Regions from separate parts of the Mus musculus genome. Here region 2 is linked to region 1. A link is a contact called in public HiChIP or PLAC-seq data. All regions are on one chromosome and are shown on one strand. Each heading gives the region's core, a stretch centred on a gene start, on an enhancer-like site or on the middle of the called end of the contact. The rest is flanking DNA. Distances are from core to core; before and after follow the strand shown. Region 1 holds the start of Tasor2 (transcription activation suppressor family member 2). Region 2 has its middle 24 kb from the start of Calm5.

The links. HiChIP or PLAC-seq counts read pairs in DNA pulled down with a chosen protein or histone mark.
Region 2: an H3K4me3 HiChIP or PLAC-seq map of stem cell-derived neural progenitor cells shows a contact between it and region 1, with 21 read pairs. The contact joins the enhancer-like site here to the promoter of Tasor2 in region 1. A contact is called at or near these places in 6 of 39 promoter capture datasets (cranial neural crest, embryonic stem cells, frontonasal cranial neural crest and 3 more), 16 of 484 Hi-C or Micro-C datasets (B cells, CD4 T cells, the G1E-ER4 cell line and 12 more), 20 of 115 datasets of contacts at active chromatin or transcription factors (the 230-238 cell line, CD8 T cells, the NIH/3T3 cell line and 15 more) and 2 of 9 other capture datasets (adipose tissue and liver).

What each region holds. Positions count from the first base shown.
Region 1 is chr13:3,609,738-3,612,606 of GRCm38.p6, forward strand. Tasor2 (transcription activation suppressor family member 2) reads right to left here and starts at 1,371. Exons shown (of 20, transcript NM_134063.3): 1 at 1,053-1,371.
Region 2 is chr13:3,876,713-3,879,581 of GRCm38.p6, forward strand. No RefSeq gene overlaps it. Among named protein-coding and RNA genes, the nearest start is that of Calm5, 24 kb to the left of the region's middle. Within about 2 kb of position 1,424, at least 32 of the 459 cell types and tissues checked have an H3K27ac peak or open chromatin away from gene starts, as enhancers often do.

The sequences.
Region 1 (2,869 bases), core at 121-2,620:
AACATCATCTTCTTTAAAACTAATTATTGACAAATATTCGTGTTTTTTTTTTTTCTAACTTGGGCTCGCTAGGTATTGATATACACTGGTAACACTGGAGCTACCCTTTACCAAACAATTTCCCAATACGGGAGGTATTCGCTTACACTATCAGGTATATGTGCTTTGTCCTAAACCTCTTCGGTAGGATTTCCAACAATCTCAGATTCTATACTATGACATATTCACCCCGCCTTCCTTTTGCTCTTCTAAGGGGAAACACTGTTGAGTCCTCAGGTTGTTTATTATAGAGATTTAGGAAAGACTTTCATTCGCTTCCCAGTTCTAAGTTTCCCTTCAGAAAGAATACAGGGGGGAGGAGCTTAACAAGAGGCGCGTCAAACTGGTAAACGGAGATTAAGGGAGACTCGAGATCTTCCGAAATAGCTCCAGTTTTGAAAGTTAAGCCACGGTTTCCTACCAAGTGCCGGTTGGTGCTCCCCTCTAACCAACCTCGGGGCCAGCGTACTGGCAGATCCCTTCACCGCTGCTGCAGCCGTCGGCTGCTGTCTTCCATATGGGCAGGCCCACTTATACGTAATAAAGAAGTTAAACCATGCCGTGCGTTGCCATAGATTCTACAGAACCCCGAACTCCGACCTGAGGGTTTCCCCAAAACCCCTCAGGGGGATGAGCTAGGCCAACCCCAGGCAAGGGAAAACTTCAGTGCAGAAGGATCCCATCCATCCCTTGGGGGGATGGAGCTGCTCTGTGACCGGTGTCACAAAACAAACCGCGCCGGGCTTTCCGCCTCGGAACGCAGACACCCATCCGGACGACCGCCACGGGCTCGGTGGAAACCCCGTCTAACCTTAGCTTCTGCAAGGCGGAGCTGAGCGGAGGAGCGGGGGTTGGGAGGGTCCCGCATCCCGGGCGACCGAGGCGTCTGCCCAGTGGCCCCCCGCGCCGCCCTGCCCGCCCACCAGTACGCGCCCCGCGAGCCAGCCACGCTCTTGCTTCCCCACGGGGGTCCTCGCCCCGGACGCCCCAACACCTGAGGGAAGGAGCGTTACCTGTCGCCGGCGCGGCCGCCTTCCCTGAAGAGACGAGCTCACCACTCGGTGTCCTCCTCATGCTTTTCCAGCCCGTCCCTTTCTCCTCCTGACCCCTCGCTCCGCCGCGTCTCCCGACCTCGCCTCACGAGCCCGGGTGTCCCGGGCGCGCGCTAGCCCCGGTCCCCTCACTCAGCCTCACAAGCGAGAAGCCGCTTCCGAAACAAGCCAGGCGCGGGGAAGGCGTCCGCTCTCCAGCCCCCGGGGAACCAGCGACCGGAAGTGAAACCTCGTGCGCACGGAGAAAGAGAGCAGGCTCCGAAGACAGAAAGTGAAAACTAAAGCGCCGTGCTCGCCTCGCCAAGGCCAATCACAAGGAGCACAGCGACGCGCAGGCGCGACCGCCGCCAGCATCCACGTTGCTCCTGCTTTTCCAGTAGGCGCAGGCGCAGGGGGGGGAGGGCAAAGCTAGCTCCGGATTGGACGACCCAGCCTTCCTTGGCTTCTCGCGAGATGTAGGCGGCGGGATCTAGAAGGCGTGCACAGGAAATGAGGCTCCTCAGTCGGAACCTCTTCTAGTGTATTGTGGGTTACTCATGGCCGCTTTTCTGGCTTTTTCTGTACCAGGTGCTGTAATGGGACAGGGCAAGATAGTACAGAGACGCTTCCATCTTGTCTCCTTGCTGAGGCCATTTTAGGTTTAACTAAAAATGATTTTCTTGATGAAAAATTACCCAGATGTTCTTGACTGGAAGCGAAGATGTCACAGCTAACTTACTTTCTGTCAAACTGCTTGCTGGTCTACACCTCCTCCTGCAGCTCCTGAGTGCGATCCAGGATGTAGTTTTGCCTTTAAAAGCCCCTTGGTGTAAGGAAGGTGTAAATGCTCAGGGCTACACTTCGTCCGAAAACCTGAGTATAGTCCTAGCTGGCAGGAGTAAAGACAGTTAACTAGCTATAAACTGAAGGTCATCTTCAGTGACTCTGGTGATGCTGGTTGATCTAACCCAAGTGCCACATCTCACTGCTGTTTGATTTTGCGGAATGTTAAATCCATACAAAACTTAAGTTCATTGTGGGAGTTCTCCAGACGAACTTGAAATTTATTATTTATATGAGTGTTGAGGTGACTATAAGTAACAATTCAAGTCTATCCTTTCTATAGATAAGAACCGCTGAGAGAAATTAAGCAGTACCAAGGACCTTGTGCCACGGTTGAAATTTTGTTACGATGAGATTTAGTCATTCAGTGGGCGAGTATACTTGTGGCTAGTTCCATATTAAAAACTGGGATTGGAGAGATGGCTCAGCAGTTAAAAGCACCGACTGTTCTTCTGAAGGTCCTGAGTTCAAACCCAGCAACCACATGGTGGCTCACAACCATCTGTAATGAGATCTGATGTCCTCTTCTGGTGCATCTGAAGACAGCTACAGTGTACTTAAAACATATAATAATAATAATAATAATAAGGGCTAGAGAGATGGCTCAGTGGTTAAGAGCACGACTGCTCTTCCGAAGGTCATAAGTTCAAATCCCAGCAACCACATGATGACAACCATCTGTAATGAGATCTGATGCCCTCTTTTGGGGTGTCTGAAGATAGCTACAGTGTACTTACATATAATAAATAAATCTTTTAAAAAATAATAATAGGGGTGGGTATGGGGGACTTTTGGGATATCATTGAAAATGTAAACAAGGAAAATACCTAATAAGAAAATAAATTAAAAAAAATAATAATTAACTAAAAATTATGGTCACCAGCAAGGTAAAGACAGACGCTACTCATATCTGAGTTCATTGTAAAGGTGAATTAAATTATAAGCTACCACAGTTA
Region 2 (2,869 bases), core at 174-2,673, 270 kb after region 1:
CTGGAGGCAAATGTAGTTCCATCATTTGGGACCCCTCCCCACTTGCCCTCAGACAGGGAGTGCATGTATGTGTATTTATAGGCCTACGTATTATTTTCCTTTGTTTTGGAAGAGGGCTCTACCGGCTGGGATCACTGGAGGTCTGAAAAGAACACATGGCACTCACAGACCCACTGGACTGGAGAGCTGAAAAACTGTTTTGGGTTTCAGCCACCTCAGAAATGCAATTCTACATGACTTTGCTTGGACCAAAAAATGACCTGTGCTCTCCTTCTAATATTTACTCTGTAAGCCTTGCAAGGCTTTCCCTGTGACCTGCTTCGTTGCTGCCTTAGCTTATATATTCTGTCAGGGCAGTATCTCCACTAAACATCTTCCTTCTGACCTGTGTACTGAGGGCCCTTAACACACATGTGAGACAGGACAGAAAAGGAGAAGAAAATGCAGGCCAGGGTCCACCCTATCTATGCCTCCTTCCCTAATATCTGCAGTCATTACGCTCACTTGCTTCCCTCTCCCTCATCACTTGTTTACACTGCTCCTCTATCTCTTATTCTATACTGAATATCCATGGCCCCCAGGGTGGGGAGCTGAGGAGCTGAGCACTGAGCTCACACCTGGCAGTGCCCCAGGATAGACTTGTTCAGGCCTGAGACTTGGGTAGGGAGATGTGAGGACCAGCAGGCCTGTACTCCACGGTTGGCAGCAACGTCAGATAACAGAGGCCCCTTTCCAGCCCTGAAGCACTCACTTTGCAGGTGTGCAGAGAGGCTGGATCCTCATGTCAACCTCCCAAGTCACATTCAACTGACAGATGAGGTTTGCAGTGTTGAGAGGCCTGGTGGGAAGAGAGAGACGTCCGACCACGGACAAGTGGCCTGACGGCCCATGACCCCACCATGCAGGCCTTCTATGGTGGGAGAGGTGGTATCAAGTCCAGTCCCAAAGGGTGCTTGTGACCTCAGAGAGATGACTGCTTCCCTCTCCCCTCACAGGCAGGAAAGAGACAGGACACACAAAAACAGACATAGAAGCCGAGAGAACAAGTCAGCCAGAAACAGATTAACTCCTGTCAGACTTGACTGGAGGAGGTTAAAAGGGGTCACGAGTCTCCTCATCCAGATGGGGTGCTGCTCTGAGATTCAGGAAATCTGTTGTCTCTCTTCCCCTGGTTGTTCTGCCCTCTCCCTTGAAGAACAAGCCCAGGCAGATTTCTGCACATGGAAGGAATCCGGCACCCGCAGGCTACTGCTCTTTCAAATGCTGTGCTTGGCCTTGGTTAGGCACCAGGGTCCCTGATCCTCTGGATAGAGAGTTCTCTCAGGATCCATGGGAGAGTGAAGGCTGTGACCCAGATAACCAGGGGGAACAAGCTCACCCAGATATCCAGAAGGACAAGCTCAGACAACCTTGCTGTGAACTGACATTCAGTTTCTGCCTATAGAGCTTAGATAGTGTTATTCCAGCACATGGATAGTAGCTGAAGGAAATACAGACATGGTCCTTGAGTCTGGGTCATTTCTTTTGTTAAAAAGAGACTGTCTTTTGGAGGCTGAGGAGGTAGCTCAGTGGGTAAAATACTTATGCAAGTATGAAGACATAAGTTCAAGCCCAATACCAGTGTAAAGGAAATGGTGGTACATGTCAGAAATCTTGTGCCAGAGGGGCAGGGACAGCCAGACCAGTGAGTCAGTGAGCTTCTGGTTCAATGAAAAGATCATTCTCAGAAAATCAGGTGGAACGACAGAAGGAAGACATTCAGCATCAGTCTCTGGACACACACACACACACACACACACACACACACACACACGCAACACAGTTGGAAGGAGTTGCTTTGTTCACTTGTCACTCTTGCTGTATGAAGATACCCATACGTATTCCGATGTGGACACATCTTGAAAGCAAATGGCAACCCTCTTAAGCAGCAGATCTGTTTGCACGTTGTAAACAGACTCCAGAATGATAAGAAATGAATTTGTGTTCTTTATAAATTATCCAGTCTCTGGAGTTTTGTAACAGCAGTACAAATGATCTAGCAAGGTAAGACAGCACACATAGAAGCAGACCAAAGCTAACAGAAAAGATTACTGATAGATTTCAAATATATCACATAGAAGAAGAAGCAAAACTATGGAGGCAATAGATTAGTGATGGTTGGGAAAGGGAAGAGGGCCAAGCAGAAAAGGGGGAGTTATGGGACAGTGGCAGTGTTCTACACGATTTCTTGAATTTGTCAAAGGACATACAATGCTCTTCACAGAGTCAACTGTCCTGTAAACCACGGCTTCTAGGCAATGGTGAAGTATGATCTATTGGAGAGGGAAAGCAAACATACCTCCATGGTGCACAGAGCGCTGTGCCTGTGTGTGAACAGGAGCGTATGGAACTCCTCTTCTTGTGAGTGCATGGCTGTGTGTGGGCTAGAGTCATCTTCCAGTGTTGTCTCTCAGGAATGGTTCACCTCTTTACAAAGTAGACTCTTTCACCAGGACCTGGGAATCACCAGGCAGGACCCTCCCATCTCCTCCTCCCCAGGACTCATTGCATACCACCACACCTGGCTCTTTTACATGGGGATTGGAGATAGAAATGCAGGTATCCCTTGTGGGAGTGGGTTTTCTCCATCTACCATGTCGGTCTCAGGGATCAAATTCAGCTCACTAAGCTTGGCAGCAGGAGCCTTTGCCAACTGAGCCAGCTCACTGGCCCACAAGCTTTTAAGTAATGACCTGACTCACCTTGTAAAGGCCCTTTCCTTCCCTTAATGCTATCAAACTGGCCATTAAGTTTCAGCATATGAATACTAGGAGATAAGTTCATAAAAGGGGCTAAGAAAAGGTGCTGAGGAGGAAGGAGAACTCAGAGA